Linked DNA regions of Sus scrofa: all the other regions are linked to region 1. Evidence: chromatin contacts called from public Hi-C and HiChIP or PLAC-seq data. All regions are on one chromosome and are shown on one strand. The core of a region is the stretch at or near the end of the contact, and the rest is flanking DNA. Distances in the headings are between cores, read along the strand shown. Region 1 holds the start of PIEZO2 (piezo-type mechanosensitive ion channel component 2). Region 2 overlaps PIEZO2 (piezo-type mechanosensitive ion channel component 2). Region 3 overlaps LOC110261160 (a long non-coding RNA gene).

Evidence for each region. A called contact is a pair of places that touch in the nucleus more often than the background predicts. HiChIP or PLAC-seq counts read pairs in DNA pulled down with a chosen protein or histone mark.
Region 2: a contact with region 1 is called in a Hi-C map of omental adipose tissue, with 2.0 times the contacts expected there. The contact joins the enhancer-like site here to the promoter of PIEZO2 in region 1. A contact is called at or near these places in 18 of 47 Hi-C or Micro-C datasets (adipocytes, alveolar macrophages, embryonic fibroblasts and 11 more) and 1 of 2 datasets of contacts at active chromatin or transcription factors (skeletal muscle).
Region 3: a contact with region 1 is called in an H3K27ac HiChIP or PLAC-seq map of skeletal muscle, with 8 times the contacts expected there. The contact joins the enhancer-like site here to the promoter of PIEZO2 in region 1. A contact is called at or near these places in 7 of 47 Hi-C or Micro-C datasets (embryonic fibroblasts, fibroblasts, omental adipose tissue and 3 more) and 1 of 2 datasets of contacts at active chromatin or transcription factors (skeletal muscle).

The regions. Positions count from the first base shown.
Region 1 is chr6:97,641,968-97,645,880 of Sscrofa11.1, forward strand. It overlaps PIEZO2 (piezo-type mechanosensitive ion channel component 2), which reads left to right and starts at 2,148. Exons shown (of 53, transcript XM_021096049.1): 1 at 2,148-2,273. The coding sequence starts at 2,210.
Region 2 is chr6:97,827,753-97,831,665 of Sscrofa11.1, forward strand. The region is part of intron 7 of PIEZO2 (piezo-type mechanosensitive ion channel component 2); the gene reads left to right. Among named protein-coding and RNA genes, the nearest start is that of NAPG, 150 kb to the right of the region's middle. Within about 2 kb of position 1,694, at least 1 of the 83 cell types and tissues checked has an H3K27ac peak or open chromatin away from gene starts, as enhancers often do. A contact at or near this core is called in omental adipose tissue, where this site is marked.
Region 3 is chr6:97,483,993-97,487,905 of Sscrofa11.1, forward strand. LOC110261160 (a long non-coding RNA gene) reads left to right here. Exons shown (of 3, transcript XR_002344992.1): 3 at 1,540-3,913. Among named protein-coding and RNA genes, the nearest start is that of GNAL, 57 kb to the left of the region's middle. Within about 2 kb of position 1,854, at least 4 of the 83 cell types and tissues checked have an H3K27ac peak or open chromatin away from gene starts, as enhancers often do. A contact at or near this core is called in skeletal muscle, where this site is marked.

The DNA.
Region 1 (3,913 bases), core at 898-3,397:
GACAAAGTGTTACAGAAAGTTCAGGAGGGATTTGTGAGCTCCTAATTAGGTCTCCCAAACGAGCTGTACCAGAGAAAGAGGGAGACATAGACGGAGACACAGAGAGAGAGGACACCACCTGTGAACAGGGCCAAACTTGGAAAATAGGTGCAGGCTGACATCGGGCTTCTACAAAATACAAAACACCCTTCTTGGCAGTTGTCAAAGATCTGCTGATTGTTTCGGTTCCTGCTGTTTCTCTAACCTGAGTGTGAGGAATGGCAACATTTGGGGTTCAGACGTCTAGGCTTCTGGAGGGCCAAAGAGCACACAGATGGTCTAAGATTCTGGATGTCTTTACAAGATGTCACTGCTTCCAGTCTTCAGAAAAAAAGTAATGCGTCACAGTTTGTCATTCTCAGGGACTTTGTGAAGGCATCTGACTCAAAAACACAAGCTTACTATAATTCAAGAAAGGGCGACCTGGTTGTTTAACACAGAGAACCAAGGTTTGTGTAATTTCCATCCGCCGACTTCCATCATCCAAAACCATTTCAACCCAGAACGCCAGTGAGCAATACAAGTCAACATCTTCCTTCTCTGTCCTCTGGATGCAAACGCCAGTTCTGAACTGTCCTCTCTGCAGACCAGACCACTTACTTCTGGTCCTCAGGGCTGCAGCCCATCCCCCGCTGTTGGATAAACCTGAAATGAGGGACCCAGCCTCGCTGCCATCTCCCAGCTGGAACCACAGCTCTCTAGGTCTCACAGAGAGAACGAGAAAAAAGGAAGGTTAAGAGGAGATCAGGGAAACAATGTACTCTTCCCAGGGGCCATGACAAGCAACAAATAAGCCCGAGGCGAAAACAAGAGCGCTCCACAATATACAAAGTGGGTGCACATCCGAATCCGTGCCCATTGCTGAAGGATCCTGAGCCCCGTCAGAGCTGAAACTTCACACAAGATTGAATATGGACAGGGTCACTGGTTGGATTCTGCTTCTCTTCTTCTCAATCAGTGCAAGTGGGCACGTGTGGACCTGGCACACGTGACAGTCCCATAAAGTTGTCTAAGGCTGCCCTCCAGTCGCCTGTGCACCATTCCTCTAGCATTAAAGGACTCCCTGGGCTGGGGCGAGCTCAGGCTGCGCCCTTTGGACATGATGCCACGACGGTTCCTTCTGTCTGCAGAACCACGGACGAGGCAGCGCGATAGGAGTGCGAACTAGCTCCTGGTCGCCGGCTCTGAAGCCGGGTCTCCCCCTGCACCCTAGCCCCGTGCCCCCTCCCGGTGCCCCCGCCTCCGGCAGCCCAGGGGGCGGGACCCGGCGCGCCGCTCCCGAGCCGCCCTCCCATTGGCCTGCGCGCACGCCCGTCCGCGAGCGCGGCTTCGAAAGTTTCAGTGAAGGTGGAGAAGTGCGCGCCCGCCCGGGAGCCGGGGCTGCGCCTCCAGGGCGAGGCAGCACCGCGCGGGTCGGGGGCGCGCTGGCCGCCGGGCGGCGTTCAGTTTTCATTTTACTCGTTTAAGTCGAGGCCGCGGAGGAGGGAGTGGAGGCTGGCCCCCTCGCGTGCCTTCGTCTCGACCTCTGGCCGCTGTCCCGCGAGCCCCGCGCTGTCGGGGATGGTTCCGCGCGCCCAGCAGCTCGAGCCCGGGTCTCTCCCGCCCGAAGTCCCGGGGCGTAGAGGCTGAGACGCGCGCTGCTCCGGGAGCCGCGGCGGGGCCGCTCCGGGCCGGGGCTACTCCCAGGAACCCGGCCGAGCTGCGTGGGCAGAGGGCCGGGCCGGCAGCCCAGGCGCCTTGGCTTGGAGGCGTATCGGCGGAGAAACTCCCTGCCGCCCCTGAGCGGCGCCCCAGGAGCTGACGGAAGGACAGCACGCCCTTCTCGCCCCTTCCCCGCCGCGCCGCCCCGCGGGACCCTCCCAAAGCGCCCCGGCCTCCAACACCGGCTGCAGAAGCCGCCGACGCCGGATCGGGAAGTTCCACACTGGATGGGACGGCTGTGCGAGGCCGGGCGCCCGGCGAGGGGGCTTCCTAGAGCTTGGTGAGCGGCGGCCGGGGGAGCGGAGAGCGCGCCTTCGGGGCGCATAACGCGGCGGCCCTCGCCCAGGCGATGCCCCGGCGGCTTCGAGCCGCCGGCCGCAGGAGGCCCTAGGCGGGTATGGGCTTGGCACCCGAGTCCTAGGGACCCGCGAGCCGCGCCCCTCTGCTCGGACTCGCCGGACTGACCGCGATGGCCTCGGAAGTGGTCTGCGGGCTCATCTTCAGGCTGCTGCTCCCCATCTGCCTGGCAGTAGGTGAGTGTTTTCCGACTGGGGGCGAGTGAGAGGGGCGCCTGGGGATGGGGTGGTCTTTGGAGAATCCAGGTCGCAGTGGCCTGGACTTGGTTCAAGAAGCACGCGCCGCGGTCCTGAGTGTTACAACCAGGTACTCGCACTTCCCGCGCCGTCGCACCACCGGGGTCTCCATGATTAGGGTCTCTCTTACCCGTCCAGCTGCAGAGTCCAGGCGATTGATCGGACTCGGCGTGGGCTGAAGGCTGTGCTGAACTTAGTCACACGTGGAATTTTTCGCGGAGTGCTGACTTGTGCACAAAGGATCCGAATCTGGCCTGAAGGCAGCTGGAGACCCCTTTCCCAGGTGCAGCACTCATCCTATTACAGTCCCTCGCCCCTGTCCCTAGACACAGGGCACACGGTGCATCCAACGGTTCCGAGGCCATCTCTCCCCTATCCCATATTACAGCCACTGTGATGGAAGAGTTAAGAACTCAGGTCCTTTTAAAAAGGAAAGGACGGTTCAGGGAGGCAGCGCCCTGAAGTTGCTTCCTTCATTTTACTCCCACAAAAGCCCGTACAACAAAAGCAGACACCAGGACCCAATCTCGCAATCCAGCACCCGTGGGGACAGATCCGTAGAGGGTTAGGAAGCCACACTGGGACTTCGAGGGTTAAGGGAGGGCCAGAAGGGAGCCTTGCTGACTCCCAGGCAAAGGTCCCACCATCTCTAGGGCTAGGGGGGTGTGAAAAGCCACTGGCTGTCAGATCTGAGGACACTGGCCCTGCCATGGCCTTGGGGTGAGAGTTTCTGTGTTCCCCCTCTAATAGGTGTGTCTGCTACACAGAACCCCACACCTGTGGTGGCTGTGGGCACCTAGATTTCCCCTCCCCCCACCAGAGCTGGAAAACAAAGCACTTCTTACCAAAGAGCAATTGAATTTACAGAGAGAGCCTGCCCTTTGCAGAAAAAAACAAAAACAGAAACAAAAACACACCACCCAAAACACCCTTTTCCATTTTGCCAGAGGTGGGGACTCAAGATCACACCTGTGCTAAGCATTTTCTTTGAGCAGGTAATCTAAAAGTGGCTGGGGTGGGTGGGTGGGTTCATGAGGGTCCATCCCAGCTCCCCAAGGGTGTGTGTGTGTGTGTGTGTGTGTGTGTGTGAGGTTGTAGTCAAGTATTAACACGCAAGAAACATCCGTGGAAAACCCGAGAAGGCTCTCTGAGTGGAACCAGTCCCTGGCTCTGGAGGCCTGGTCCTGGGGCAGGAGGAGGGGCAGTGCATTCTAGCTTCAGCCTCTTCTTTGCCACTTTGGCTTCCAGGCAGGACCATTTTGCAGGGCTCTTTGTCCTTGATATTCGCCCCTGTAGGCGAAGCAGCTCCCACCCAAGCCCACTTGGGTCTCTCTCCTCCCCAGTTTGCTGGAGTTTGAGAAGAAAAGAGGCTTTAGGAAAGCGATCTGGGGAAACAACGCTGGCTGCTTCTGGTGCAAACACAGGGTGTCCATCTGGGGACCCGCTCTGTATTTGAAGGGCCTAGCTAGGTGCCTGGCTCACTTCCTATTTGCAGAGTGGAAGCTGGTTCCTAGGTTAACCAGGGGCTTTTGATGTTGGCCTATTTGTGGTTGCCAGTGAGGTGGGGAGTGGCACCAGGG
Region 2 (3,913 bases), core at 444-2,943, 190 kb after region 1:
GCCTACACCACAGCCATAGCAACACGGGATCTGAGCCTTGTCTGCGACCCACACCACAGCTGACGGCAATGCCAGATCCTTAACCCACTGAGCAAGGGCAGGGATCGAACTTGCATCCTCCTGATCCTAGTCAGGATCATTAACCGCTGAGCCACAAAGGGAACTCCCCAAGTTGCATCTTATAATCTCTACTTGTCTTTCATTCTGCTGACCTCTGAACTTTTTCTAGAATGTTCACAGGAGTCACTGCAGGAGTTGGACTTCTTTGCTCAAATTCACAGCTTTGTTGTTTTGCTGCTTTTTGAACCTGAAAATGTGTAGTTGAAGAATGAATGTGAGTTGTGGGAAGAAATGGGAGAGATTTTCAGGCCATCCTCTGTGGAGGCAGCTTTCTACATTAAATAAATACACAATGATTTCTCCATTGTACTTTCAATGTCTTATTTCAATAAATCAGTGTAAGAAAATTCATTAAGTTCAGTGAAGGAAAAGCTCATGTTTATTCCAGTGTTAAAACAATGTAAGAAAGAAAAAGCAGGAGTTCCCATCATACCTCAGTGGTTAACGAATCCGACTAGGAACCATGAGGTTGCGGGTTCGATCCCTGGCCTTGCTCAGTGGGTTAGGGATCCGGCGTTGCTGTGAGCTATGGTGTAGGTTACAGACGCAGCTTGGATCCCTGCATTGCTGTGGCTGTGGCGTGGGCCAGTGGCTACAGCTCCCATTCAACCCCTGGTCTGGGAACCTCCATATGCCGCAGGAGCGGCCCAAGAAATGGCAAAAAGACAAAAAAAAAAAAAAAAGAAAAAGAAAAAGAAAAAGAAAAAAGAAAGAAAGAAAAAGCAAAGCCTCAAACTCCAGCATCACTATTTATTCTGTGGCAAATGAGAGACATGTTTAAAAAAACAAGCGTGGAAAGTACAGTATCACTTATTATATTTACCCTACTTTTATACTAGTGATGAAAATGTCAATAATACGTAAGGAGTAATAACAGCCCCAGTGTATGTCTTGGAGAAGCCAGTGGTCCTTTAGAAAAGGACACAGTGCAGTCAGCTCTTGTGTTGAGTCTGGTGCAGCTGGCTGTGCGCATGGTTGTATGATCTGGGTTGTTCATGCAAATGCAGGTTTGCAGCCTCACCCAGGATGCTATGGTGCCCATCGTCTTTAGAGCCACTTGAGCTTTGCTAACAGAAATGGCACAGGAAGACTAGGTTATTTTTAATGCCAGCTAGTTGGCAAGACTTCCTCTGAAAGCGGTCCAGTGTGGGGAAAATTAATGTAAAGGGGATCATTTTCCCACTGAGGAGTGTATAAACGGACCCAACCTGCTAACACTGGCCCTTTCCTCGGTTAAACAATAATTCGTAGAGTGGGTAGGTGACATAACAATAACCAAACTTTTGGTTTCCTTTTGAAAAGATTCATTCTTTTGTTGAAGTACAGTTGATTTACAATGTTGTGTTGATTTCAGGTGCATAGCACAGTGATTCACTTTGAAGATTCTTATGACTGAGTGTCAGGTCTCAGACCCAGGTCCTTTGTGTGCTTCTAAAAGGCGAAAAATAGCCAAGAGAAATGAATTGGCTTTCCACAGATAAATGGAAAATCAGTAAATTCTTGAACCCCTGAGTCTGGGCGATTCCCCCCCAACCTGATGGTTACCTGGGGCCAGGATCCCTGGGAAATGGGTGCCCACCCAGGCTGACACCTGACATCTTGTACAACACAGCCACAGCCCCTGACCAGACAGGGACCTTCACACCAGCTGTCCGTCCAGCCAGAGACCTGAAACTTCCCAGCCTTGACCCATGGTGTCACCTTTGCTACCAAGGGCATCTCCCAGGAAGGGTCCCTCCCTGTTTGCAGGGAGGTTCTGCCCTGTCCTATGGGCCCCGAATGCCCTGGTTGACATGATAGACAGGCTCGTTCGAGAACCTTCGTTTCTGCAGAGCAGCTCCCCACACACATCACAGGAAGACAGGACCTTTCGGCCCACGTGCGGTCTGGGCTGTCCAGGATAGAGTGGGATCCAGTGGACCTTGCCAGGTGAAAAAATGACTCATTTTACATTTAATCTTGCAAAATAGGAGGAGGAATAGAGATTAGGCATAGTCGGCAGTTATGATTTTTTTCTACATTTGCTCCAAATGATTAGTATTAATGAACATATTACCAACTATGCCTGGAAGGTCCATTTAGGTGCTTTCAACTTTAAAAATTAATAGCAAATTAATGATGGTAGAATTTCTGGTGGTAGGAAGACGGACTCTTCCTTCAAGTTAAGATAACAGCTTATGAAAAATTAAAGTGATCTTTTAAGAAAGGGCGTTTTGGAACAAAACAATTATTTTGCTATCAGACTTTTTATTGGAAAGTGTGACCATCTTGTTTATTAGAATTAAGATTCTCATTCACAGTCTGGATTTTAATTCAGTGCAGTAACACCTCATTAATTTTTTAGGTTGTAGATAAGCTGATTTGGCTGACTTGCAAAGTATTTTGAGGATAAATATACCGAATGATGTTGCCTCATAACCATTTGGCTTCCTGAAGTGCAGAATGTTACTTAGGCAGTAACTTTGGCTGTAAGCGTCTTTGTTTTGGTTCCAAGCAACTGTGACTCAAGGATGAAAGGTTAGCACTACAAATGAGAACCAAGAGGCTTTGATTTTTCTCTTCAGATTTTCTCTCAAGAAGCTTTTTTTCTGAGAAAAACATTTAGTCTTTCATCAAGTCTGATGTTGACTGAAGGTTTGCATAGGTTTTTTGTTAGGTTGACCAAAATCCCCATATATTCTTAGTTTGATGAGTTCTAATCCACAATCGATATTCAATTTTGTCAAAACGCTTTTTCTGCATCTATTGAGATTACTTTTTAAATTCTTTTCTAATTTTAATATAGTGAATTGATTTTTTATATTAAACCACCCTGGTATTTCTAGCATAAATCTCACTTGATCAAGGGATATTATCCTTTTTACATATTCTCAAATTTGAACTGATCAAATTTTGTTTAGAATTTTCTCATCTGTGTTCATAAGAGATAATGGCCCGTAGTTTTCTTTTATTGGGATGCCCTTGGTTTTCATATGGAGTAATGATTCAGGTATTTCAAGTATTTCCTGTTTTACAGTAATCGGAAGAGCTGGTTTAGAATTTGTATTATTTCTTCTTTAAGTGTTGGGAAGAATTCACTTCTGAAACTATGAGCAAAAGCGCATAGTTTTCTTTATGGGAAGGTTTTCAACCAGAAATTCAACAGAAATTTCAACCAGAAATTGAACTTCTTTAATATATGACTTCTCAGGTTACTTTTTCTTGAGCGAATTTTGGTAGTTTGTGCCTTTCAAGGAATTTGCCTTTGCACATAAGATGTCAAGTTTATTGGCATATAATAATACTTACTTTCTTTTGAATTCCTGTAGCATCAGTAATGATATTTATTCCAGAGATTAGTAACTTTTGTACTTTTTTTGCTATTCAGTCCAGCTAAAGGTTATCAATTTATCATCTTCTCAAAGAACTAGCCCTTGTTTTTCTCTCTTGATTTTCTGTTTTCTATTGATTTCAGTTCAGATTTTAATTTCCTTTCTTCTACTCCTTTAGTGTTTAATTGACTTAATTAAATTAAACTTTGTATTTAATATACTCTTTATGTCTCTTCTCTGTTTCTATTCTAAAGGTAGAAATTGAAATCATTGATTTGAGATTTTTCTTCTTTTCTAATATAAGTGTTTAGAAACACTTTGGTAAATTTAAGTTTAAATCTCCACTCAGATACTATATTAGCAGCATCCTGCAAATTTTGATATGGTGTGTTTTATTTTTAATTGTTTAAAATATGCTTTAATTTCCATTTGTGTTTCCTCTTTGATCCATTGGCTATTTATATGTGCTATTTATATATATA
Region 3 (3,913 bases), core at 604-3,103, 160 kb before region 1:
TGAAGGAACATGGCTCTTATACTTTTTTGTTAGAGGACAGAATAGCAGGGGGCCAAGCTGCTTGCTTAAGTGTTTCCCTGTTTTACTTAAGAAAAAAATGGAGAAAACATTCTCAGTCAGGAGTTGTGGGGTCACATGTATCATGACTGGTGGAGACGCTGGCACCTTCAAAATGTTGATTCAAAAAGGTTGGGGTGGAGTTCCCATCGTGGCTCAGCAGAAACAAATCCGACTAGGAACCATGAGGTTTCGGGTTCAATCCCTGGCCTCGCTCAGTGGGTTAAGGATCCTGTGTTGCCCTGAGCTGTGTTGTAGGTCGCAGATGTGGCTTGGATCCCATGTTGCTGGGTCTCTGGCGTAGGCTGGTGGCTACAGCTCCAATTCGACCCTTAGCCTGGGAACCTCCATATGCCACAGGTGTGGCCCTCAATAGACAAAAAGACAAAAAGACAAAAAAAAAAAAAAAAAAAAAAAAAAAAGGGTGGGGTGAGGTGCTCCAATTGCAAAAACACCAGATAGCACAGACATTCTGACCTCACCTCAAAGCATGACTTTTGATTTTTTCTTTTAAAGAAAATTGCTCATAAAGATCCATAACCCCCCAAAAGAAGAAAAGAACTTCAGATAATCAACAAGTATTACAGGCATATTTATTGGGCTGCACATATTAAAAAATACTGCAGTGCAGTATTTGTAGCTAAAAAAGAATTTTACAAGAACTAGTGTTAAATGGTTTCAAAAGGTGGGAAATCTCATGTATAGAATACAGGCCACAGGAAAAGGAAAGGATTGCTCACAACAGGAAGAGAGCAGCAGAGAACAACGAAAATTAGGATTTTTTCCCGTTCTGCATCTTTCTGCTCAGAGTTTCAGATGACATCACAGTTACCATTTGGTCAATACACCCTCTAGAAGCAACAGAGAAGTGGGACATCGTTTTTGACCTCAGGTTCAGACGGAAAAGGTATGCAGATAAATGTTAGAAAATAAAGACAGCTTCTCCTCTGCCTAGTATACAGTGTTTCTATTTCCTACAAATTGTACAATTTGCTTAAAATCCCTTCTCCCATTTTTATCTCCCTTTTCTCTCTTCCCCTGTGGAATTTTAGGTACAAGTTATCTATAGCTTTAAAGAGACATTCTAGAAATTTTAAGATGTTAAAAATCATTTTTTTTAAAGAGAAAATAAATGCATTGCTGTCAGGTGTTTTTAAAAGCTCTATTTTTTTAATGAAAAAATACACAGGAATGTAAACATAGGCTTAAACTTTAAATAAATAAATTACAACAGACTGTGAATACAGGAATCTGAATGGGAGGTCTAAGATAATTTTCATGTTAAAGAGTTGAATTTACCTTTTTGAAAAGAAACAACTTTGGGGGCTATTTAATGGTAAAGTAGTAGTTTGGAACTGGCAGGAAGGAAATAAGGTATTTGTTAAAATGAAAGGCATTTTTTGTTGCTGAAGATACTCTCTATTGGTACCAAGTTTGAGGTGACTTTAACCCCTTTCAAATTTGGTTTCATTATTTCCACAGCCCGTGACAGGCTCATCGTCTCCAAATCAAGCGTCACTGAAACACTCAGTTGGCCAATGGCCAGACTGCTGCCCTGCCCAGGACAGGTGGGGAAGCGGCTGTATCCACGTGGTGCTTTGTTCATGGACTTGCCTGCAGATTCGTGCTTTTGAGACCCCCTTCTTGGATTTTTGAGTGGACTTGTATGTGTGTTTTTCAGTAGTGCGGTTCTGGGGGGAAATGACCCATAGCTTTCACGTTCCTCATGGCTGTGGAATCCCCCCAAAAACATTAAGGCCGAATTAGCTTTCACAAAGTGCCACTAGAGGATGCTCGCCAGCCAGCAGCAGGGCCAGAATCCACTCCAGCCTGCTTGACTGTACAGAAGAGGCTTAAAATAGTTTACACACAGTTAAAAGACTTTCTGATTCTTTCCGATACTGTGCTCTTAGGAGTAGCAGTTAACAGCAGGGCCCCATACTGTACTCTCAGGAGTAACAGTAATAGTTAACAGAGTTAACAGCAGGGCTCTGCCCCCGCCCCCCATAGTACTCTTGGGAGTAATGGTAACAGTTAACAGCAGGCCCCCCCGGTACTGTGCTCCCAGGAGTAACAGTAATAGTTAATAGCGGCCCCCATACCGTACTTTCAGGAGTAACAGTAACAGTTAACAGTGGCCAAGTTCCTTTCCCTTTGATGTCTTGCCACTTTATGGTATGGATTGGGAAATGTTAATTAGGAGAATAAAAACAAATTGCACCTACATATTCTGTTGGCTTTTGGACAATGCACGTCTGGATTTTCCTCATGTTTGGGTTTTGTAAAATCTATTTTGAATCAGTGTGATTTAACAGGACGTCTACTTAGTAGTTACCATCCTGGGCAAATTTAATGAGATTCTGTTTCTTCATCTGAAAAATGGGCTCCTTCTGTCCATTTCACAAGGCTTCTGTGATGATTTAGTGAGGATGTTTGTGAAGGAACCTGGCCCATAAGAATGGCTAAAGAATTTATTAAACCAGAATTCAATGTGTTAATATCTTAATGCTTTTCTCTATTTTCAGGTATTCTGTATTATGTATGTCCCGAGTAAAATCATTTATATAAAATCTTATAAAACAGAAAGAGCCTTTTTTCTGGAAAGTTATAACTTTCAGCTCATCAATAGCCAAGAAGTTCTTATCCAACATTCCATCTCCACTGGAATTAAACGTAAGATGGAAAGCAGAATATATTTTCCAACATAGGGTGTTTATAGCTTTGATTTTAGGGCCAATAATGATTGAAAAGCGTATTTAACATCTAACACTATAAACTAGACATTCCTGTCCAGTGGATCAGCTTTGCCAGTTCAAGAAAAACACTATTAATCGTGATAATTTTCAACATTAAACACACTCTTATTAACAAGAAAACAAAAAGCTTTGTAAATCTTCATGTTACTCTTTGTTCCCATGAACATTTTCATTTTGGTAGGAAATCAAGTCTCGTTTTTAGCTGTTGAGCACAGCCAGCCCGGGGCTGACCCAAAAATTCACTCAAGAGCTTTTGGACAAGTTGAGCTTCTTTCACACGTGTGTGTTGACCCCACTGCTCTGCTAGGCATGGAAGGTTTGATGGATGATTAATTAGGGATTTTTATCTTATTCCTTATTTTTATTTTATCTTGTCTCAACAGGCTCTCCTTCTAAAGTTAGAATATATGCGAATGGTCCTTTTAGCACTGGAAATGGGGAGGTGTGGTATCCCTGACATGTGGTTGGAACAGGCCATGGAGGACTCTTCTTTTGGCCTCTGGGTCCCTTCCTATGAGCGACGTGGTCACATCCTTTAGTTGTGGGTAGAATTCTTCTCCAGACCAGATCACCCAGCCATCGCTGTTGCTGTGCCTGGGCCAGGACCCTCATGGGTCAGCTCAGGGACCACAAGATGCTCTTCCTGGGATGCCTCCTCTCCTCCAAATGTCTTGTTTAAAGTGTCTGGCTCCCCAGCTCCCACCCAGGTACACTCATGGATGAATCTGACCCCGCCAATGCCCGCATTGGACAGATGAGCTGAAAGAGGGCCATGTTTGCCTTTCTTGGGCAGTAAGTGCATCCCAGACCTCCACGTCTGCAGCATCGGAAGCAGAGGGAGAGGCAGAGGCGGGGACAGGTGGTGTGGAACTAATTGGGTACAAATACCAGTCCTGCTGCCAGCCTCTTGGCAGACTTCTTCTGTTGCGGACCAGAGAGTAAACACCTTCAGTCTGGCAGGCCCCAGGCTTCTGCCCCTGTTCTACTTGGTCACTGTGTGTGAACGCCGTTGTGGACATGATGTAGGTGCAGGAGAGGGCTATGTCCCCAATAAAGCTATCTATAAAAATAGGTGCTGGACCCATGGGCTGCAGCTTGCC